4 separate regions of the Mus musculus genome follow, and regions 2, 3 and 4 are each linked to region 1. A link is a contact called in public Hi-C and promoter capture Hi-C data. All regions are on one chromosome and are shown on one strand. The core of a region is the stretch at or near the end of the contact, and the rest is flanking DNA. Distances in the headings are between cores, read along the strand shown. Region 1 holds the start of Clu (clusterin). Region 2 overlaps Scara5 (scavenger receptor class A, member 5). Region 3 overlaps Scara5 (scavenger receptor class A, member 5). Region 4 holds the start of Pbk (PDZ binding kinase).

What was found. Promoter capture Hi-C pulls out the DNA fragments that hold promoters and counts their contacts. A called contact is a pair of places that touch in the nucleus more often than the background predicts. Capture Hi-C pulls out chosen DNA fragments and counts their contacts.
Region 2: a Hi-C map of Sertoli cells shows a contact between it and region 1, with 5 times the contacts expected there. The contact joins the enhancer-like site here to the promoter of Clu in region 1. A contact is called at or near these places in 8 of 39 promoter capture datasets (HPC-7-derived erythroid cells, embryonic stem cells, hippocampal neurons and 3 more), 4 of 484 Hi-C or Micro-C datasets (the MC3T3-E1 cell line, Sertoli cells, epidermal suprabasal cells and 1 more) and 2 of 9 other capture datasets (adipose tissue and pancreatic islet).
Region 3: a promoter capture Hi-C map of liver shows a contact between it and region 1, with 2.7 times the contacts expected there. The contact joins the enhancer-like site here to the promoter of Clu in region 1. A contact is called at or near these places in 9 of 39 promoter capture datasets (the 3T3-L1 cell line, 3T3-L1-derived adipocytes, HPC-7-derived erythroid cells and 6 more), 6 of 484 Hi-C or Micro-C datasets (the MC3T3-E1 cell line, the N1E-115 cell line, Sertoli cells and 3 more) and 4 of 9 other capture datasets (adipose tissue, embryonic trunk, liver and 1 more).
Region 4: a contact with region 1 is called in a promoter capture Hi-C map of liver. The contact joins the promoter of Pbk here to the promoter of Clu in region 1. A contact is called at or near these places in 9 of 39 promoter capture datasets (the 3T3-L1 cell line, the HPC-7 cell line, cranial neural crest and 6 more), 1 of 15 datasets of contacts at CTCF or cohesin (embryonic stem cells), 7 of 484 Hi-C or Micro-C datasets (Sertoli cells, embryonic stem cells and nephron progenitors), 3 of 115 datasets of contacts at active chromatin or transcription factors (extraembryonic endoderm stem cells, fetal liver and stem cell-derived neural progenitor cells) and 3 of 9 other capture datasets (adipose tissue, liver and pancreatic islet).

What each region holds. Positions count from the first base shown.
Region 1 is chr14:65,966,291-65,972,033 of GRCm38.p6, forward strand. It overlaps Clu (clusterin), which reads left to right and starts at 2,193. Exons shown (of 9, transcript NM_013492.3): 1 at 2,193-2,398; 2 at 5,442-5,562. The coding sequence starts at 5,469.
Region 2 is chr14:65,720,577-65,726,319 of GRCm38.p6, forward strand. All of the region lies in intron 3 of Scara5 (scavenger receptor class A, member 5), which reads left to right. Among named protein-coding and RNA genes, the nearest start is that of Scara5, 57 kb to the left of the region's middle. Within about 2 kb of position 2,360, at least 11 of the 459 cell types and tissues checked have an H3K27ac peak or open chromatin away from gene starts, as enhancers often do. A contact at or near this core is called in Sertoli cells, where this site is marked.
Region 3 is chr14:65,739,344-65,745,086 of GRCm38.p6, forward strand. It overlaps Scara5 (scavenger receptor class A, member 5), which reads left to right. Exons shown (of 9, transcript NM_028903.2): 6 at 947-1,045; 7 at 2,789-2,836. Among named protein-coding and RNA genes, the nearest start is that of Pbk, 64 kb to the right of the region's middle. Within about 2 kb of position 2,883, at least 39 of the 459 cell types and tissues checked have an H3K27ac peak or open chromatin away from gene starts, as enhancers often do. A contact at or near this core is called in embryonic stem cells, liver and stem cell-derived epiblast-like cells, where this site is marked.
Region 4 is chr14:65,803,209-65,808,951 of GRCm38.p6, forward strand. It overlaps Pbk (PDZ binding kinase), which reads left to right and starts at 2,703. Exons shown (of 8, transcript NM_023209.2): 1 at 2,703-2,926.

The sequences.
Region 1 (5,743 bases), core at 943-3,442:
ACGAACAGTTGGAAGGCACCTTTGGAGGAACACCTGAGGTTGTCCTGTGGTCTCACACGTGCACATGTATGCAAGTGCACACACATGCCCACGGGCACACACGTGAATCAAGAGGTGCATTCAAGATTTGTGTCCGTTTGCTCAAGGCTGAGTTCCCAAACCTCGTGTGCTTGGGAACAGGAGAAAAGTGGACACTTGTAACTGTGGCAGGGGACTCCTTATCTCCCTCTCCCCGGATCCCCTACTTCTGCTGACTAAGGCACATCTTCCTGCCTAATCTCCAAAGGAGAACTTTTAGAGACTTTGCTATTGTACCCTGTGCCCATGACAGGCAACAGGGAGGGAACTGCTATCAGAAAAACATTACAAGGACATCGGTGTCCATAGAAAATGTAGCTATTACTGATAATTCTTTCTTTTTATTTTTCTTTATAAAGAAAACAAAAAGAAGATTTGGGGGTGGGGTGGGGGGAACATTCCTCCAAGTTTCTGTTGACTCTGTTTTTCTGGTTAGTTATCTTCCCAGACTTGGCATTGAATCAGGTTAGGCTAAAGAAAGCCTTAGTGAGGACTCATTTCAGATTCATCTTTCCCAGACGGAAGAAACTAAGGCCCAAGGGCAGAGTGGTTTGTCTAAAGGCACTGGGTGCCTCAGGGAACAGCTGGGACTGTAGCCAGCCTTAGCCCAGTTCTGACCATTCCTAGACATTTCCTGTAGGCTGCCTTTTGGGAAAGTACCAAATCACCATAGTCTCTGGGCCTTGAGCAAATGGAAATCTGGCCCTATGGCTGCTCCTTTAAAGATCTGAACGGGAAACAGACCTCGACCACACATTTCTCCTTCAAGTCTGTTTCTTTTACATAGTTTTCAAGGCCTGCCACCCAAACTGTGTTACCTACATTGGTTCCTCGACAGCTTGAGGGGGATGCCAGGCTCTCTCTCTCTCTCTCTCTCTCTCTCTCTCTCTCTCTCTCTCTCTCTCTCTCGGTTTTTCGAGACAGGGCTTCTCTGTGTAGCTCTGGCTGTCCTGGAACTTAACTTTGTAGACCAGGCTGGCCTCGAACTCAGAAATCCGCCTGCCTCTGCCTCCCGAGTGCTGGGATTTGATACACGGATGTTCCAGGGTTCAGAGTGGGAAGCTCAGCTTCTCCCCCGAGAAGTAGCATGGTGGGGGCTTCTAGGTTGTCCCTTCTTCCCAGAGATGCCCATAACAGGTGTCCCTGTTCTCAGCAAAAAGCAGCTAGGGTGCCTCTCAGCACCTCTGGTCACAGACCCAGCTACTCAGCAGCAGGGCTCCACGGAGAACTTCCACCATAGGCTCCTTGTTCAGAAACCAGTGTGAGTTCCAAGTCTGGGACAAAGTAGTTTTTGTTTAAAAAATTGAATTAGTATATATTAATTATACATAATGAGTTTAAGAATGGCATAGTCATATATATATATTCCCCTCCTTCATTTCTCTTTCGTGTCCTCTTTGTCCTCTTCTTCCTCCCATTATCTCTTCTCTCTCTCTTCCTCTCATAAATTTCATTAGTGTTGCCCACAGGAGCATGCGGTGAGCAGTTATTTACAGAAACATAGACACCTTACCATTGGCTCTATCACCTAAGAAAATGGGGTAGTATACTTGAAAACAGGTGTGAGGGTCCTAGGTCCAGAGGCAGTGAAGCCCACCCTGCTTGACTGGGTCCCAAGTGCGTGGGAGCCATGCTTAGGCTTTACGAATTCAGGGACAGCAGAGGCCTTCGGGATTACTGATGTATCATTGTCTCATTCTTAACCCGCTTCTGTTTCCTCCATCTGTCTGCCAAGGGACCAGCAAGCAGCCCAGTGCAGCGTTTAGGGAGCCAAGTACTTCGTGTATACTCTTCCCTAGCACAATGCCTACGCCATCTTCTATGTTTCTGTTACTCTCCCATTAAAATGGGAGCAAAGAAAAGGAGTGAACGATGTGGAAGGATGTGGAAGATGAACATGCAATAAGGTGGGCGTCGGGCGGTGGAATCCTGTGCCAGTTCTGGGCTGGAAGCAGGCCAGTGTAGTGTGTGGATTCCTTGTCCTCTAAGACTCTTCTGTTGGGGCCTGATTGAGAGGTTTTTGGTAGCTCTCAGGGATTAGAGCCACCAATTTAGGGGCCCTACAGCAACCAATGCGGTCATTTGTGATGCCCATGCGCCCCCTGGTGCCCCCCGCTGGGTGCTGCGCCTCTTACCCCCACCTCTAGGCTTCCAGAAAGCTCCTGGTGCATTCTCCGGCATTCTCTGGGCGTGAGTCACGCAGGTTTGCAGCCAGCCCCAAAGGGGGTGTACTTGAGCAGAGCGCTATAAATAGGGCGCTTCCCCGGTGCTCACCACCCGCGTCACCAGGAGGAGCGCACTGGAGCCAAGCCGCAGACCGGTGAGACAGCTGCACCTTTCCTACCCCAGCGCCGCTGAAGCCACACCGGCAGGGATGGGAGGGCAAGGGTAGCAGCTAGGTGGAAAGCTGGCGCAGCCGTGGGGAAGTGGGAGGTGACTAGAGCCCCATCACCAGACAGCCGAGCATGGGGTTGGGTAGGGGGTGCACGCTGGCTCAGACACGGGAGTCTCCGTGTTCTTTAATCCGGATCACAATTTCACAGCTGTTCAATAGGCCACATACAAAGATCTTCCTTTTGCAAAAATGGGGAAACTGAGGCTTGAAGCCTGCCGTACGATGCGGGAGGCGCAGGGGTGCGAGTGGCTCAGCGCCGCGACTAGGTGCGGATCTCTGTAGTGGCTGTTGTCTTTTGGGCATGAGTCATTGCATTTGGACCTCCCTTTCAGTTCCTGGGACAGCGCATAATAAATAAGATGTTGTGTATTTAAAGACGTGCTGCAGACATCCAGACCCGTTTTGCTGAGCTGACTGCATTCATCCAGTTCTTTAGAGAAATGCTCCACCAGGCCGAGACGTCTGATCCCACCGGATCACTTTATAGATGGTAATCTGAGGCCTGGAGACCATTAGAGGCTCAGCCTCCAAACGTTATATGAATAAGAAACTGAAGCCCTTTGGCTTTTCCAGAATTTCTGGGCCCAGTTTTAAAAATGGTGCTGGTGCTGTTTTTAAAGGAAGAAGTTAGGAATTCAAGAGTCTATACAAGTTCTCTTAACAGGATCATACAATTTAGTGCCCGACCCTGTGAGAATAGTAAAACAAACTGCAAATGGTAGTCAATCAATGGAATATTAGGCAGCAGCAAATGTGTGACTTTTAAAAATATTTAAAAACAGGACCTATGAAGGGATGGTTTATAAAAATGCATTGGAAAAAAATGGAGAAAATACGCCACAATGGGAGAGGCTATGTTTTCCTACTAGATAAGGAGGTCCTTGGCCCTGGTGGGGCTGATGCACCCAGGGTAGTTGGCAGCCAGGCAGTAGGCCAGCCTCCAAAAGAAGACAGGAAGTAAGTCAGTGTAGAGGGAAGGCAGCGGGCTGAACTGAGCAGCGTTGTCCTTGGAACAACAACACCACAGCGCCGGGAAACTTGGGAGACTAGCAGATTCTGACCCGGAGTCCATATTACCAGCAGACCTAGAGGGAGTCTGTTCTTAGCTTTACTGAATAGAGGATCGCTTCTTTGAGGTCTGTATCAGGTCCATTTTACAGATAAAGAAACCAAGGCCGAGAGATTTAGGACTTTTTATTGTCAAGGAAAGAATATTAAAATGAGGTTTCAGAGGGCTGCATTCTTCCTGGGGGGTGGAGAGTGGGGGTGGGGGTTGGCTACTGGCTTGCAGTGTGTCTTGGGGAGCCTGGCAGGTGTCTGGGCGTTGGCATTCTCTAGAAGGGCCCAGGCTGAAGAGCAAGCAACCCTCCCTTTCTTATTTGGGAACTTGGTGGCTCTCCAGACCCCAGGTCTCCTTTGGCAAGCCCCAAGCTCCCTGCTCCCTGTAGCTCATCTTGATACTGCTTCGCCTCCCATTCAATGGTCTTCCTTGGCTGCCCTGCCCTGCTGCCTCTTCCTGCCTCGGATCAGAAGCCATTTCCAAGGCTGTTAAATGGCTTTTCCCAAAATGGTCATGCTTGAGGCTACTCCCACCTACAGATATTTCTGTGGCTTTGTCTCTGATGTGTCAAGGGGTCTGTCCCTGCCTGGAGCATTTCAGGCCTCAGTGAGCACCTGGGAGGTCTATGAGATCAGGGCCTTCCTAGTGGATCATGAACCAGGCTGGCTGAGCCACCTACCTATCCCTGGGAAAGTCTCTTCTCCCACACCACTCCTCCTCTGCTCTGCGCGCGTAATTAAGCCCTCAGCAGAGGCCTTGCCTATTAATGATCTGCCCAGTGTGTTGATGGGCCTGCCTAGCTGAGAGCAGGTTTTAAGAGTGAGCCATTCCAGGAAGAGAGATCGCTCCCTTTTCCCTGTTCCTGTGGGTATAGGAAGTTGGTGAGCCCAGATAAGCTATTCTGGGCAGCGTTGGAGATGCAAGGGGTGTGTGTGTGTGTGTGTGTGTGTGTGTGTGTGTGTGTGTGTGTGTGTGTGTTTATGCAACCAATCCAGCTTCTGGGAAAGGATCCATTGTGTAATACTGGGGCTTCAGCCTGTGTCCCCTGGCTCAGGGCAGCCGGCCCAGTGGTGGCAGTGGCCCCTTGGCAGAGTATGCTAGTTCAGGCTTAGAGGCAACAGGCATGTGAAAGGAATTTGCTGGAGCCAATGGGCTTGTCCTCCTGAAAGGGCTTTCTGGGGCGGGGGGTGGGGGTGGGGATGGGGGCTCACTGCTAATCTCAGGCTTTGTCCTTCCCCTTTCTAGTTCTGCCTTCTCTGCAGTCCTAAATTCCTTCCCTTCCCATTTTGCTTTTACCCCACCCCCTCCCCAATCCATACTCAGCCTGGTGGCACAAGCGTTGCCCAGAGATGGTGAGATGGATTGAATTTCCCGTGCTGATGGAAGGGTGTGCATATTACCACAGGCTCACTTGGATAGCCTTGGGAGGCTGAGGGCCCCCTAAGGGGAGCCCAGGGCTGTGCAGTGAGTGGGGATGCAGTACCATGGAAGGGGATAGGCGAGGGATGTTTGCATGTTTCGGGAGAGGTATCTTTAGTATTTGGCATGTTAAATATGCTCTGGAGACACAGGAAATTCATCTGCCCTGCCTCAGGCTCTTATGGGAAGAAAGGGACTCAGCTTGGAGCTCGGCCCCTCCAACTCCAGATAGCCTGGCTCCTCTGTGCAGCCGGGCCATGGTTCTTCCCAGGGCCTCGCTGTCTCCAGTGTCTATAGAAGGGGTCAGTTTAATCTTGGCTTTCTTCCCCAGTTCTTGAGAAGTAGATTGCAGTGATGCCAGATGAGGAGACAGATGAGGGCCGCGTGTTCCAATCCCACCCCACCTCCCCTCTCAGGGAGCTGTAGCAGGGTGCAGAAAACCCTGAAGCTGCCCAGGGGTTGCCATGACACATCTGCTGTTGTTTCCAGGACTCCAGATTCCAAGGAGGCCACGCCATGAAGATTCTCCTGCTGTGCGTGGCACTGCTGCTGATCTGGGACAATGGCATGGTCCTGGGAGAGCAGGAGGTCTCTGACAATGAGCTCCAAGGTAGGTAGGCTGAGACTGTTCCTCTGGTGGATGCTATAGGGCCCAGGGCAGGGCCATTCCTCAAAGCTCAGTCCCCAAGTGCTGAGGGCTGTTTTCATTCTACATCCTGGGTCTGTCCATGCCCTCTGCCCTCTCTAGGTCCTGTCTTGATGTTTTTGTGGTCAGGTGACTTCTAGACATT
Region 2 (5,743 bases), core at 1,110-3,609, 250 kb before region 1:
GTTCAAACTTGGTAAATAAACATAGAAACCTTTCCCCATCTTTTGAAATTTTTTTTCCTAACAGTAAGTTCCCAGAAGTTGGATTAGTAGGTCAAATGGTGTAGACATTTTTTTTTTTTTTACTGTGAAAAAATAAACCCAGCCAAGAGGCTGGAGAGATGGTTCAGCAGTTAAGAGCACACACTGCTCTTAGAGGATCCTAACTTGGTTCCTAGCACCCAAACTGGGCAGCTCACAATTGCCAGGTCCAAAGGAAACTCTGTGTCCGAAAGTCTGGTGGTTAAACAAAAGCCAGAATTCCTCGGGAATTTGGGAAGTCAGTTCTTCTCTACCCAAAGAAGCCATTTCCTTTATCACCTATGGTGCTTATTGGCATGCTAGGCTCACGCTGGCCTCCAGGCTCCCTCAGCATCAAAAGAACACATTAGAGTCCATGCTAGACTCCTAGCTCTTCTCTTCTCCTTCCCTCCTTCCCTACCCTAACTGCAGCTCCAAGGAACCCAGCATCTTCTTCTGGCCTCCATAGATATTTGTACCTGCTTGTTTATGTATGCACAGGCACGTGTGCACACACGCACACGCGCGCACACACACACACACACACACACACACACACACACACATGGGGTATGGGGGGGAGAGAGAGAGAGAGAGAGAGAGAGAGAGAGAGAGAGAGGAGAGAGGAGAGAGCACTGAATTACTTCCCATGCATTATACTAATACAAGCTAGACTAGAGAGTGTGTCCACACTGTTAGGAATCTGCCCTAATCTCACTTTCTCACTGTCTACCATCTTGGGAGTGTGAGTTCCATCTGCTGATAGGAAGAACACTCTCTGACTACAGAGAGGAGAACAGAAGCACAGACCCCATGCGTCTGTGTGTCTCCAGGTCACTGGGGATACTCTAGAACTCAGCTGTGGACTGGGGGGGGGGGGGGGACTTAAGGAGGTCATACGGGTGGGACATGGTCCCATGGTTTTAGAAGGAGACACCAGGAATACAGGAATGTGAGTGTCCTGCCCCATGGAAGGCCTTAGGAGAAACCTAGCTTTGGGAGCATCATGAACCCAGACTTCCAACCTCCAGTGTACACTTTCCAGGCTGTTGTCTTCTCCTTGGCAGTGAAACTGACTTCCATCATGCCCCCTCATTCCCAGGACCAGCTTAATCAGACTTGCTATCTCCAGAGCAACAGTGCTGAGTTTGGGTCCCGCCCACAGCATCTGAAGGCCAAATACAAGCAAAAATGAAGGCCCTTTGTCCTGCGAACGGGGTGGGGTGGAGGGAGCTGCCAGGATTTTATATTTGCTGTTCACTGCTGTGTGACCTTGGGCATGGGGACACACTGGGCAGTGGGAGCCTTCCTAATCACCTGGACTCCTTTCTGGACCCAGCACAGGTGCTGGAGCCCACCCTGATTGTTCCTGCCATGGACAAAGAGGACGTGATAGGTGGAGGTCAGAGGGTAAGACTGCATCCTGGTGCTGAGGGGAAGATGCGACACATCAGCAAGGCAACAGACCAGATTCGTTCATCCCATGGTCCTTCACTGGGAAAACACAAGCTGAGAGATAAATTGATGTCCACTTGCAGAAAGAAGTCTTGGCAGGCCTAAATGCAAAGCGTGGGTCCTGTGTGTTAGCTCTGGTGGAACACGAAGGAAGGATACCAGGAGACACTAGCAAGGCTGGCAATACAATCCACATCGAAGCTCTGTGATAGTCTCCCCATCACAAGTGCTGGAAGGATATTAGGCTCTGCTCTTGTGTACGTGTGTGGGAGTGTGTGGGCATGCGTGCACATGTGTGAGAATGCATGTAGAAACCAGTGGTCAGCCATGAGGTCAATTCCTCGGGTGTTCTCCGCCTTGCTTTTGGAGGCAAGGTCTCTCACACTGGCATAGAATTGGCTGAATAGGCTGGGTCGGCAGTGAGCCCCGGGATTCCCCTGTCTCCACCTCACCAGGGCCGGGCCTGCAGATCCATGCTACCATGCTCAGACTTTTTACACAGGCATTGCACAAGCTCTCGTGCTTGCACAGCAAGTGCCCGACCCAGCTACCCTGGCTCCGATCTCTGATTTAAAATGAAATTTTTCATTCACATCACTCACTGTGACCTCAAGTAACAGTCCCGTGCCATGGCCTGTCTGAAAAGCATGCCCTTCATTCCTGATGCTTCTGCGAATGTGCTGGTTTTGCCATTATCTTTCAGCCCTATCCTCTCCCACACCCTGCTCTGAATATAATGTTCTGTGAGTTCTGATCCCTGCCTGCCTTCTGCGTCACTAGCCTGAAGATAGCAGAGTTAGCCGTTGGGACCTTGGTAGGAGTTTAGGCTTACAACTCACTCCTACTAACAGGGTGGCCTTGAGCTTAGTGACTGGGAGGCCTGTGTTTAGATTTTCCCAGCAGTGAACAGTGACACTGTCTGGGACTGAAGGACACTTGGCAAGTGCATTCCTCCAGTGGGAGAGGATGCTCCATGCAGCTTTGTTCAGTGGGTGACAGCTGTGGTTCCAGGGCCTTCTCTGCCCAGCAGCTAAGCCTGCCCACACACCTTACCACCTGTCAGAGCTGCTTCACCTAGAAGTGGATGTGGCCATCCCTACTTCCCAAGCTTGCTGGGAAGGGCCAGAGAGCAACTTCTAAAAGCCAGGACTGTTGGCCAGACAGTAGATAGTGATAACTACTCTTTCCCTTCCTTTCCTCCTGCTTGGATTTGGCATGTGACTGACTACCCTGGCAGCAGATTCAGAGGAGAGCATGAGGAAGGGGCAAATGACCCGAGTGCCTCGTTGTTTTATGCGTCAGACAATCTCTTGGCATCCCAGCTCAGATAAAGAAGAGTATGAACAGTATAAATGTATCCTCGCACGTCTGAAGGGAAGGTGGGTTAAAAATGAAGCCTAATAGATGTGTAGTCCCTCACAAATGCATAGGATGCGGGGCCGGAGCAGTGGCTGTCTTGGCAAAGTACTTGGCCTGCAGACATGAAGACCTGAGTTTAACCCCTAACGACTGCATAAAAATGGGGGCATGTTGGTGCATATTTATAATCCCCGTGCTGAGAAAGTAGAGGTAGAAGGATTCCTGGAGCTCACTGATCAGCCAACCTAACCACACTGGCAAGACCAGAGAGAGACTGTCTCAAAAAACAAGTTGGGCTGGGTGGTGGTGGCGGCGCACGCCTTTAATCCCAGCACTTGAGAGGCAGAGGCAGGCGGATTTCTGAGTTCGAGGCCAGCTTGGTCTACAGAGTGAGTTCCAGGACAGCCAGGGGTACACAGAGAAACTCTGTCTTGAAAAGCAAAACAAAACAAAACAAACAAAACAACAAGTTGGATGGCGTTCGAGGAGCAACACTTGAGGCTGAGCTCTGGCCTACATGTGTGTGTGGGTGCATGTATGCACACACATACACACACACATGAGTGTGCACATACACGTACATACACATGTACACGTACATACACACGCACAGATGAGCATATCCTCTTACAAAGAGAAAGAGAAGGGGAGAGAGAGAGAGAGAGAGAGAGAGAGAGAGAGAGAGAGAGAGAGAGAGAAAGGGATTAACAATTCCCAACATTCATGTCACTAAACATCCAGTGGCTTGGAGAGCCTTCTTGCGACACACATACACTCATGATGCAAATGCACACACATGCTTCACTGTTACCAGTGCACTCTTGCTATGCTGAGGAAATAACTCGCCGGTCAGGTCACATCTGGAGCACCCTGCCTGAGCCTGAAGATGATGGTTTATTCATGAACAGGACAGCTGTGGCCAGGGAGCTGACTCGGGACTGACTGTGGACGGAGGGCCAGGTGGCGCAATGAACGTTTCTGAAAAGCAGGCTTCTTTAGGAAGCTGATTTTACTGCAGCTTGAGGCAAGCATTCACTCCCACACTGACTAGAGATTGTCAAGACATAGGTACTAATTCATCAAAGAGGACCCAGCAATGGGACCTGAACTTACATATCTGTGTGGTTTCTACCAAGTCCCCTGGCTCCAGCCTGGGTTTAAGCTGGGGAGCTCACAGTCGTCCTAACTTATTCAGCACTGAGTGCTCTCAGCATTCAGTCCTTTCATCAGAGAGCAAAGCTGTTCATATGGGGGACTCTGCAGCCACACTTCCAGAGAGAGCCCAAAGTCAGTTCCCCACTGCCTCGTGGCCCTGTGACCTTGTGAGTGACTTACCCTCAGTTTGCCACAGTCTCCTCACTGGGACCATGAGGATGTAGTTGATAAATGAGGCTTATATGGCAGGGGCATGAGTTTCTTTGTATTAGCATGGAAGGCACACAATCAGAAGAGTGTGTGGCACACAGTGAGGACTCAGGAGAGCCCGGTTGTTAGTGTTTGGCTATGTTTATTTTCCCACTTGTGAAAGTATAAAAGTTGAAGAATAATTAAAACACATTAAAAGTAGATATGCCAGGAAGGGAGATAAATGAGCTGTTTGCATAAACACGAATTAGGAGAGTCACACTCAAGGAAGAATTGTTCCCTGTTGAGGACAGCAACCATCTGGAAGGAATTAAAGGGGGAGGGGTGGGTCATGAGCAGGGAACACTCAGGGACTGTTGGAAGGAGATAATTCACTTCTCTGTGCTTAAAGGGTCCCAAAGGAAGGACATTGCTCTAGGCTTGGCCAGCATGAGCAGGGGCCCCCAAAAATTTGACCTCATAAACAATGATCTGATTGGTCTAGGTACCTACACTATCTAGGCCACTCCAATGGACAAAAACATCACCTAGAAAAGGCTGCTTCTGTAACAGACTTAGGCTAATAGCAAGGTGCCACTTTCCGTCTGTGGAAAGAACAATGAGAACATGGTGATGCAGAGTGAAGTAGGGGTGGAAACCGACTCCATTAAACGTCAGTGCTCAAAGTATGAATTAACACAATTTGGGGAAAGTCATTTGACTGTGAGTTTTGTTTTGGTTTTTTTTTTTTTTTTTCATTTGTTTGGTTTTGGCTTTTGAGATGGGGGAAGTGTGGTTTCATTCTGTGGCCTAGGCTGGCTTCTAATTTACTACGTAGCCCAGGCTGGCTTCTAATTTATTATGTAGCCCAGGCTGGCTTCTAATTTACTATGTAGCCCAGGCTGGCTTCTAATTTATTACGTAGCCCAGGCTGGCTTCAGACTCATGCAACTCCTTCTGCCTCAGCTTCCCTAAAGTTTGCTGGATTCTACTCCATCTGGTTATGGGATTTTAAAAAAAAGCTATGAAATGTCTATATATCTTTCGACCTACTAATTCAACTTCTGAGACTTTGTTGTTATGAAAATCTGAAGAGGGGGAGAGGGGGAAGAGGAAGAGGAGAAAGAGGAGGCAGAGGAGGAGGAGGACGGGGAGGAGAATAAAGAAGAAATATTTGCATTATCTGCTGGGATAAATTGTGTGTCCCCTCCAGAAACGCTTTTCAGTCAACAAAATTATAGGAGACTAAAAGAAAGATGGTAAAATTCTTGTGAAATAATTATAATTATACTAGTAAGTGGAAAACTCTGCAGAAATGACACTGTAAAGCCCAGGCATGCAAATGGATGAGATGAGAAACCGAAGCAAACAACACTGATGGAGGGTGTGGGCCCGGGGAGGAACTTCTTCCTCTCATTTGGATTTGTGTTCAGATTGGTTGTGCAATGATCGAGGCCCCAGAGGGACTCCCTGGGATGGGGGAAGGTCCTCGTCAGATGTCTCCAGATAAACACAGACTTAGCGCCAT
Region 3 (5,743 bases), core at 1,633-4,132, 230 kb before region 1:
TGGGAGATAGGTTTCTTGTGCTGTGGAAAAAGAGGCCCAATGAAAACCAGCTTGCTCTCCAAGCAGGAAAGAACAATTAGGAACTTGATTAAGAAAACTGTGTTCTACAGCGATGACTAGTTTTGGGTCAGGACCCTTGGGCCTTGGGCTCTCACTCCATAAAAGTGTTTGTTGATTCTGGCTCTCCGTGGTACATCCAGTGCAGGCTGTGGCCACGGTGTCTGATAGCCAAGAAGCTGGAGCAAAGCGCCTAATGGGATGGCCGCCTATGTACCGATTGATTGGTTTTGTGGACATTCTTGTGCTTTTGACACTTTGTTTGTGGAAAGAAAGGGAGTGTTTTGTTTTTTTCATTTGTGTTTTTTCCCCCTCTTCCTTTAAATAGGCTAAGGCGTCACCTCAGACTCTTCCCACTCACTAATGCCATCCCCACAGCATTCTCCTCCCTAATGACCAGTGAGAACCTTAGCCTAAAGCAGGACATGATGTTAACCAATCATGAACTTTCTGTAAGAAAGAAGGGGACTCAGATCCTGCCTCCAAAGCCCTTTGCTGTGTGCCCTGGGGCAAGCATCCAGGAGCCTTAGTTTCTTTATCTGAAGTTTGGGTATAAATAACACCCCCCCCCATGCATGTCATAAGGATTACATGAGATTCTTTATGCCTGCACACAAAGAGTAAACAGAATTTAGAAATCCAGCATGCTTGCAGGTATCTGAATGGGACTGGCCCTACCACTACCACAACAACACTAGGCCTTTCAAGAGTAAGGGTTCAGGGAAAGGTGATATAGGTGTGTATGGGGAGGCTCTGAGCTGCCCTGTAGGATGCTAAGCAAGGGAAAGCAGAGGCTATGGAAGACCAAGTTCATATTAATTATTAAACTAGATAAGGGCATCTAATGGACCTGAGTCTGCAGCTGCACCCTTGTGTCTTCTCTCCCCAGGTCTGCCAGGAGAGAGAGGTGACCCAGGACTGCCTGGTCCCAAGGGTGATGATGGGAAGCTAGGGGCTACGGGCCCCATGGGCATGCGCGGATTCAAAGGTAATACTGAATCTTGACACACCCTAGGGCTCACATTCCTTCAGTCCTTGAGTAGCATAGGAGCCATCTAGGAGAGTGCTGTGTGTGTGTGTGTGTGTGTGTGTGTGTGTGTGTGTGTGTGTGTGCCTGTGCACACATGCATGTGTGGGTGCATGGGTATATGTATACAGGTTGCAGAGATAAAAGCAGGGAACCTAGTGAGGGGTCTCTGAGAACAGAGCCAGGCTGCAAGCACTTTATCACTTGTCCTCAGTCTTACCAGCCTCCTCTCCTTCTACATGCCCTCCAGTCCCCGTGCTTACAACTTTATTTCCTTTCTCCGGTTTAATTTGCCAACCGTGCTTCTTCTGATATTTTTCCTTCTTCCCGTGGGTAGTTCCCTTGCTCATCCTCATGGGAATCTACTTCTTCATGGTCAGTCTGGATTGTCAGATTGGCCAGGTATGCTATACACCATTAATCCTAGCAGGAAATAGAGGCAGGTAGATCTCTGTGATTCCAAGGCCACCCTGGTCTACACAGTGAACTTCAGGATACCCAGAACTACATGGAGGACCATGTCTCAGATAGATAGATAGATAGATAGATAGATAGATAGACAGATAGATACATACATATATACATACATATATACATACATACATACATACATACATACATACATACATACATACAAGATAAGGATACCTGATGCTCTTTGCACTGACTGCCTACATTTCACTCATTACCATGACAACTCAGAAAAAGTACTGCTCACCATCACCCCTGCCCCAACACACATACACCCTGTGACTGAGCGGTCTTCTGTCTTTGGAAATCATATTCTACTCTCTAGTGTTCAGGTGGACTGAGGTCTTTCCTTTATGATCCTAATTGAAAATATGTGATATTTTTAAAAGACCATATAAAAAGAGCCAATGCTTGTTGATAAATGACTAGACAGCACAGACATACACAGAGGGTAAAGTAGACAGGAAGTCCTTTCTTCTTTGGCCCCTTTGGCTCCGACTCTTCAGAATAACCACGGTGAAATCTTTGGAGCACACACTGGTGGATACTTCTCTAAACACGTTCAACCATGTATGTGATTGCTTTCCTTCTTTTCAAACCTGGGATCACAGTAAATACTCTCTCCCGGACAATTCTGACTGCTTTCTTCACCACAGTGTGCAGTGGGCTTTGGACTTGCAGAGATTATGTTGGGAAACCTTTAAAGTAGAATCCCCACCCCCACCCCCCCACCCCCCCACCCCCGCCTTTCTGTTGTCCACTGAGTGAGTAGGGCCAGGACGTTCTCCTTCTTTGTAGAGTGAAATGGAAGCTAAGAGAGGCTTGACCTTTTAACTCAACCCTGGACAGGAAGTTCCACAAGTCCTTGGAAACTGCCCTACCAGAAACACCAGCCTGACTTAGAACCTGACTCCATGGACGGCTGGAGCTCAACCCCTTCCTCTCCAATGAGCTGGAGTGCGAATTTCTCCAACACTGACTAACTTCGCTTCCTGCCTGGCATTCCTTGATGCTATATGGTAGATGGGGCTCTAAAGTGCTTTCTCATGGGACCCTTCTTTTCCCTTATGACCAGAGCAGACACTATAATTATCTTCTCCACAGCGACCTCTGGTGGCTGCTGGCCCCTGCCTGAGGGATTCGCTGGCCTTGAGTTAGCAAGTCCATAGATAAAAAAATCTTATTTGTAGTGTGTTGTTTCCATTCCTAACACGTATTTTCCTTCCGTTCCAGGTGATCGAGGCCCAAAAGGAGAGAAAGGAGAGAGAGGAGAGAGAGCTGGTAAGGAAATTCTGCTGGGTCCGTACTCTGGGGCACAGGTGAAGCCTGTGGTCAAAGGTCAGGTGCTGAAACCACACTCTGGGACTTGAGCATCAAAGAGTTCCCCCTCCCCCCTTTTAGCCTTCACTGGCCCAGCAATATGTATCATCAACCCCTAGGGGTGTAGGCCTGGGGTTGTATAGATGGATCTAGAGGTTTCCTCCCCACAGCACCCTGTAGCACCACTAATTCCTTATATACAATCTTTGTAAAGTGGAGAGAATAGGAATCCTGACCTCTTAGGGCTATGGTAAGACTATAACAGAGTCTGGACACCTGAGTCAGAGCTCATGAAGTGTTAGCCATTAATATTTCATACCCTACACCAACTCAGACATACTTTCTAAAAATCACTGGAGGAGATGATGGCTAAAACTCGGCTCCAGACTTTGTAGAAATGGCTCGTGCAATGCTCAGAGAAACTCAGAGGACCCCCTCTTTTGTCTTCTCCTTTGCTACTTCTGAGGCCATGAGGCTTAAGACATTCCCTGGCAACCACACAGTTGGGCCCCTCTGCTGAAATCCTTCCTGTAGCCATTGTAAGAGAACTGGCTGATCCAGCTGAACCACATTTTTCTGAGGTGTATCTTCCCCCAGCGTGCCTTGTGTAGACTCCCAGAAAGACTGTTACGAAGAACACACAGAACCTCTTAGCCAAGTTCCAAACAAGAATAGAACACCCGGCATTCGGCATTCGGCGACATTGGCTCTGAGTGTATATTCAAGAGAGCATGGGTGGATTAGCATGTCTCTGGGCACCTGTGCTCAGGGCATGACTTCAGGGCATGTGGCCTGGGTACAGAGCTGGGGAAGTACAATCTAAACTGCTTATTGAGGGGCTCCCGCAAAGGGTGGTGAATGTGGTCTTTGGGGTGCTGCCTACTCCTGGGCTTAGAATCAAGCATTTTTGCGTCTTCTGACAGAATGTTGCCGAGGTGGCTGAGAAGGACTGGACTGTGGCATTTAGTTCTGAGACATAAACAACGTGTGGAGGGTTGGGCAGGAAGAGAGGAGCTATGTGGAAAGATGACCTTTGAGAATGAGATCCGAAACGCTGCCCACATACCAGAGGGGTCTCACTGGAGACCGTCTGCCAACTGTTTTCTTAGCTGACTTGAGAACCCAAACAGGAGGTCACAGCCAGCAGAGTGAATATGGTCATTGTCTACCTGGACAGCGCTGGTTACGCTCTGAGACTGAGGAGGTGGAAGCCAAAGCTGGCTGGTGTGAGGCTCCCCAGTCAGAGGCTGGGGAAGAGAGCCCATCCACTTGACCTTATAGCCTATGGATGACCCAGCCAGGGACTGGCATCAGCTCTGGATTTGTCTCCCAGGGGAAGGAAGGTTTCTTTACTGTCATAAGGAGACTATATTCAGACTGGAGCCCAGAGCTCATACACAAATCCTAAGCTTGTACAAAACTTTTAGCTACCTTTCGGAGACCCCAGAATTGGTCTCCTTGTGCCATGGAACGGGCAGGTGAGGGGGCTTGGCAGACTGTAAGCCTCTCGCGCTGTGAAGAAAAGCATCAAAGGGGCACAGGAACTCTAGAACCATGGTACTGGAAGTCTACCATTCACCTTCCCCACTGTTAGAGGCCCAGAGCTGAGCGCTGGGTCCCTGGCTTCCTTAATCTGGAGTGGGAAGTCAAGCTACAATCTTGGAGCAGTGGAGTCTTGGGTGGTATGGTTGGGCTCCCCAGAGTTCCTAGTGAGTTCCTCTTTCCTCATGGCTCTAGACGCTGACGGAAGACCCAGGCTGACTGAACCTTTGCCTCAGTTCAGAACTGAGGTCTGACTCTGGTTGGCAGTGGGGTTGGTTATCTTCCCACAGCCTCAGCTTCCTAAATTGCGTCTGGCCATGCCTAGTCATATGTCCCCTGACCCCGAGGTGTTACTTATATCCCTGAGACCCAGGCTCTGAGGAGAGGCCCATGGCTCATCTTTCAGAAAACTGTGGAAATTCTGATGGACACAGTGCCTACTACGACTGGGGCTTTCTTAGTCATTCCCTGGTTCCTTGGCAGTCCCACTGTGGGATCCACGGAGTAGGAAGTGTGAGTTCGCAGCACCAGAGAACCTCAAAACCCTGAGCTGAGTGGTGCAGGGCCAGCTTGCCTGGCTGGGTTCTGGCAACCAGTGCCTTTGCCAAAGGCTTGAAACCTTTACCAAATTCCTCAGGTTAACCTGCAACTCAAATGCCTGAAGTTCCTTCCAGCAGGGAGTGTTACTATAGTAACAGTGTTCATGAGAGACACCTCTCAGTGGCTAGTGGCCAGTGTGTGGTATTAGGGAAAACTCCTGGGGGCCATGCTTGCAGTCAGTGTGAACATGCTTTGCAGAACAAAATTCTTGCTGGTGTTCACCCATATTGAATCTGGAGTTGTGGGATTTGGGAGTGTGGATAGGTTTCAGATCACTTCCTGTCCCTGTTCCTAGCTCCACCCCTGCAGGTCCTTGACCCAAGAGGTGGAGGGACTCTAGGGCTACCTGCTGAGATGGTGGTTGTAATGGATCTAAAATCCAGACCTCTTGGTGTTTTTCTTGATGAGAAGTAAAGACTTTTATTTTCCCTTCAGGCCTTAGTGACATCAATCATCCCATAAAATCTCGTTAAATAACCCTGGCTTTTGGAGATTTGGCCAGGGGAAAAAACAAGATCCATATGTACATCTCAAGGAAAACAGACATTTGTTTTTACCTTGGAATGTGATCTGTTTGCAAGATACAAATGTGTGTACAAAGTTCTGTTTAAATCCCAGTGCGTACATTTTAAGCGGTATATAAGCTCAGGTTGTTTTAAAAACAACAAAAACTTTACTCTGTTTGGTTTCACATGAAGAGAAACTATGCAGCCTGACATGAGGTGA
Region 4 (5,743 bases), core at 1,453-3,952, 160 kb before region 1:
GTCTTTTCACAAGCAGTGGTTAATTAAGAAGCTTTTGGGGTCTGGCTTTAGGCAGAATTTTATTATCTACTAAGAAAAGAACACAGAAGGCTTGTAAAAACCTAAGACTTAATAAAAACATAGAACAGTATAGATATTTAATGAAGGTGAGGTATATAATACCACGTTTACACTCACAAAAAATTATTAAGATAGGGCTGAAGAGTTAAGAGTGTTTGCTGCTAGCCGGGTATGGTGGCACACGCCTTTAATCCCAGCACTTGGGAGGCAGAGGCAGGCAGATTTATGAGTTCGAGGCTAGCCTGGTCTACAGAGTGAGTTCCAGGACAGCCAGGGCCACACAAAACAAACAAATCACAGCAAAAGCTAAATATGTGTGTGTATCCTCACGAAATACAATCACCATCATTTAGCTTTTATCATCTCTATGATGGGGGTGGGGTGGGGGGGTGGGGGGTTGGCAGTGGTGTGGGAGAGAAGGAGAGGGCTCCAGAGCTTCTGGATTGACTGGGTGCCCTAGGCAAGAGGAGGGTCCTTTTCTTTGTCAACGAAACAGGCAAAGGAAGGTTTCAGATGCAAATGGCTTTGACTTTGATGGGTGAACAGAGGGCAGGAGTCTGTGAGTGATCTCCATTTTATCTGAATAGCTGTGTGTGACAGAGCTCCTTTCAGCCTGCAGGATGGCCTCTCCCCAGCACAGATTTCCAACAGTTACTTAATTACTATAGGGCAAGGAATAAACAACACATTTATTTTGCTTGAATGATGTCAGATAGTTCTAAATTGAGCAAAATCTCCCGCACTTAGAAAAGAAATCTCGGTGCTGGAAGTTGGCTCAGCAGCTGAGGGCACTCTGGAGGGCTCTTCCCAGCCTGATCTACATATCGGGTTCTGGGTCAGCCAGGGCTACATACTAAAAAAGAAAGAGAGAAAGAAAGAAAGAAAGAAAGAAAGAAAGAAAGAAAGAAAGAAAGGAAGGAAGGAAGAAAGAAAAGAAGGGAGGGAGGGAGAGAGAGAGAAAGAAAGAAAGAAAGAAAGAAAGGAAGGAAGGAAGGAAGAAAGAGGGAGAGAGAAAGAAAGAAAGAGGAGAGAACTTGTAAGTGAAAACATTTGAGAAACTGAATCATAGAAATAAAATAGGTATTAGTGCCAATGAGATTGTGAGACCCCGACTTAGAGCGTTTCTACCTGGAAGGTAAGGCCCCTGGACGTTCCCCAAACTTGTTTTCCCTGATCTCTAAAAATGCAGCCAGAAAGAAGCTCTTTGTTCTCTATAGCCAGCAAAACGCCTTTTTTGTTTTTGAGCCTTACAGCCAGAGATGCGATAATTGTAGGAAGACCTACAAGGACATGGAGATAGACGACGCTGGAGAGGAGGCTGCAGCTCATCACCCCCCCCCCCCCCCCCCCCCCCCCCCCCCCCCGCCAGAAAGAAAAGGAGCTGTAGCCAACTCTCCTCCCAACTCCTCCCAACTCTTCCCAACTCCTCCCAATTCCTCAGCTAGCCCCCTACTGTCACCACTCAGGGTCGAACTCCCCTGCCCTACATGGCAGAGGGACTTTGTCCTCAGCTAGCTGATAATAAAACCTCTTGCAGTTTGCATCAGGTGTGGTTTTCTCTCGGGCCACTGGGGTGCTGGCCAGCTCATCCCGGGACTTGAGCGGAGGCCCAGCTTCGGGGGTCTTACAAGATAATGTCAGTAGACAAATGAGTGTGTTAATGTATATAAACACATGAATACATACGTGTCATGCCACTGTGTGTACTTCTGTCTTCATAAAGAAGATGTCCCTATCTATCTGGCCTCAGACTGGTTGAATTTCTTTAACCGTTTGAAGAGGTCACAATGCGGCACAGAGCGTTCCTGTTGAGGAGGCCTCTTGGTGCTTCTTGTATTACATTGTATGTTTTCTTTTTTAAGGTATCACATGGTCTCTGAGCCACATAGTAGGTATGGGAATGTCTTCCTGTTCTCCTAAACTTAATTCATTTTTCTTGTAGAGAACACAGTAGATTATGTTATGCAGTGGGCACTCAAGTGCAGATACCTGACACCCAGTAGGTGCTCTGAAAATATTTGTTAAGTAGACTGTGGTAATTCCAAGAATTAACAAAACTGGGCCAGTGAGATGGCTCAATGAGGATAAGAGCTTGCTGCCAGAGCCTGGCCTTCTGATTTAGATCTCAGGAATCTAAGGAGGGAAGGAGGGAGCCAGTTTCTGCAGTTGTCCTCTGATCTTCCCATGTGGGTAGCAGAAACACACACACACACAAACACACTAACACAGCAATAATTTTTTAAGTTAGCAAAATTTCAAAATATTCTATATTTATTCTCAGCCTCAAATAATGAAAATCTACACATTTCTAATTAGTGTTTTAAGGACACATATATCTGCAATAAAACTTCCTAGTTGCATATTCTGAGCAGTGTTTGTAATTTGGGTAATTTGCCTTCAAAACAGATATATATTTTGTTTTTCCGCCAGCATCTGTCTGACACTTGCTATGTCTTTCTAGCCATCGCTCTGGAAGATTTCTTCTTTTAGGACTAAATCAAACCTGGAAACTCCAGTAAACCTGGGAGGACTGTGCGAACGCGTGAGTTTTGACCCTAGTGCCGCCCCGTAGTCTTCTGGCGGGACCTTTGAAAAAGCGTGCTTCTTACACACCGCGGCGGTTACTGCGAGTGTTGGCGGGAGGGAGCTGTTCCTGCATTTTCTGGAGCGAGTCTTCTGACTGCTTTTAGTTAGAACTCCAGTGCCCCTCGGCGGGCCGCGGCCTTTGAAAATGCGCGCGCCCTAAACGCTGCGGCGGTTACGCTGTTGGCGGGAGGGAGCTGAGCCTGCACTTTCCGGACTAGGTGTCCAGACAGCTTTGAGCCAGCCCGTCACTTTCACCTTTTTACCCGAGCGTGCGAGCGTGGTAAGGGAAAGCCTGGCCGACTCGAAGGTGGTTGGCAGACTGGGGGTCAGGGGTGGAGCATCGAGGACCTGAGGGGAGGGTCGCGGACGGGAGGGACGGGGACGAGAGGGAGGCTGCCTCCACTGGAGGACCTGGAGGAGATCTGCGGGGAAGAACAGCAAACTGAGGGTACACAGCGGCTAGGGGAGGACCCAGGGAGATAGTGGATGGAGAATAGGGGAACCCCTTGGAGCCATCGCACACCTCCAAGCCCCTGACCCTGAGCTCCTTTATCGCGGAAAGTTTGGGGGTTCAGGGAGAAAGTCACTCCCTTCCCCATGAAGGAGGAGGGGGGTGGGGGTGGGGGGAGGATTTCTCTGCTTTTAAGGTGAGGCCACAGTAGAAAAGTGGCCTGTGGTAGGGCAGTGACTCATTGGGTACAGTCTGTGCCCAGCATGCATGCAGCCCTGGGATCCATCTTCAGGACCCCAAAACCTGGAAGCAGTAGTGAGTGCCTGGGGTCCCAGTAACTAGGGAATGGAGACCAAAGAAAGGACAGGGAATATGGCTGTGGGTAGAGTTTTATACATGGGATTACTGGTATTAAAAAAAATATGTTTACATGCTTATATGAAAATTCATAGTGAAACTCGAAATCATGTAGAGTTAGCATATGCTAATAAAAAGATACTTTTGAAAAGCCAAGCAGTGCTAATATTATAAAGTTATGGGTGGGGGACGCTGGAGTCTTGATTCATTGGTTAGAGCCTGCAGGGCTTTTGCAAAGGCCCTGAGCTGGTTGCCAGCACCCATGTGGAGTGGCTCACAAACAACTACATGTCATTCCAGAGGAGGCCATCCTTCACTTCAGGCTCCTGTACTGTTGTGCATAGACCACCCACCCCTGCCACACACACATAGGTGATGGAAGGTGTATAATGAAAAGTCAAATCTTTTTTTTGTTTTGTTTTGTTTTTTCGAGATAGGGTTTCTCTGTGTAGCCCAGGCTGCCCTGGAACTCACTCTGTAGACCAGGCTGGCCTTGAACTTAGAAATTCACCTGCCTCTGACTGGAGTACTGGGATTAACGGTGTGCGCCACCACGCCCCTGGGAAAAGTCAAATCTTAAATAAGCAGTTCTCATGGTAACCAAGCATGTGACCTCAGTGCTTGGGGATTGAAGCAGGAGTATGTCGTGTTGGATGTCAGCTTGGTGTACACAGCCAGTTCAGGGTAGTCTAAGTAATGGGGAGACCCACATAAATGGGGCTTAGAAAGCCCATCAATAGATGCCCCAGCTCTGTCAGATGTGCCCTTTGAACCCCAAGCCTAAAGGTGATATGGGTTAAAGAAAGTATAGTTATTTAACAATTAATGCCTATGGAATGTATATGCAGATCTACGACAGTATAGACTAAGGCTCTATCTCAGCCAGGAAAGAAAAGTCCCATTAGACAACTGAGCTGGGCGGGACGTAGGATATTTTGGTACAAACAGGGTAAGTGGAAGAGAGGCATTTTTGAGTGTCCAGAATATGAGGGAATGCTGAAATGTTTAAGCCTAGGTATTTTTTTGTTGTTGTTGTTGTTTTGTTTTTTGTTTTTTTGAGACAGGGTTTCTCTGTGTAGCCCTGGCTGTCCTGGAACTCACTTTGTAGACCAGGCTGGCCTCGAACTCAGAAATCCACCTGCCTCTGCCTCCCAAGTCCTAGGATTAAAGGCGTGCTCCACCACTGCCCGGCTAAACCTAGGTATTTTAATCTTTGAAAAACACACTGTGCCCTTTGTATCCAGTCCTCAAGCTGTGGTGGCAAGGACAGTCTCCAGGCTGCTCTTTGCCAAGGATTTTGCACGAGACCCTTTCTCATCTAGCAGCCCAGCTTTAATCCCACTGCTGTAGATAAGCCCACAGGGTCATGTCTTCAGCTCTGTTCCAGATCTGTATTTGCCTGCCTGTTCGACCTTTCCACCAAGATGTCTAATAAAGCGTCCAAAAATGAGCTCCCAATCTCCAGAACCCTCTTTCGTTTTTTCATTTGTTTGTCGCCACAGTTAAGCCATCAGGAAATAATGGCCGTTTCTGGACAGCTCTAGACATGCGCCATCAATGGAATCTGTGTGTGGCTTTCTCTGTCTGGTTTCTTTCACCTGGCATGTTTTCCTGGCTCATTTGTGTTGTACAGTAGCAAGCTTGTTACTTTTTGCTCTGCATTCAGCATCTAGTGGGTACTTCTGTTGTCTGTCTGGACTATTAGAATAACGCTGCTTATATGCATGGGTTTCTGTTTTTGTTTTGTTTGTAGCAAGGTCTCCCTGTTGCCCAGGTCGGTCTTAGCCTCCCGAGTGCTGGTATTACAGGTGTGCATATAGGGCTGTCTTAAAGGATGATGAGACGTTTGTAACTGGTGGGAAGTATGAGAGGGAGACATAGTATTTACCTTTTGGTTTTGTCACTGGGGATTGAACTCAGGTCATGGCTTTGTGCATGCCAGGCTGACTCTACCCATGAGCTACATTCCTAGTTTCTGCTAACCTTTTAGAACTAGGTAGTATTTTTTTTTTTAAAGATGTGACAAGATATCTTCACCCCACCCCACCCCACCCCACCCCAGCCCAGCCCCATTCGCTTCGGGTAGTTTTTTTTATTGAAGTTACATATTTAAAAGTTTTTAAAATTATAGTTGTTTCTATATGTATTGTATATGTGTGTGGGTAGATGTATGCCACATAGTGTGTTTGGTGGTCAGAAGACAACTTGTGTGAGTTGGTTCTCTCTTTCTACTAAATGAGATCCAAGAATTGAAGTCAAGTTGACAGGCTTGGCAGCAAGTACCTTTAC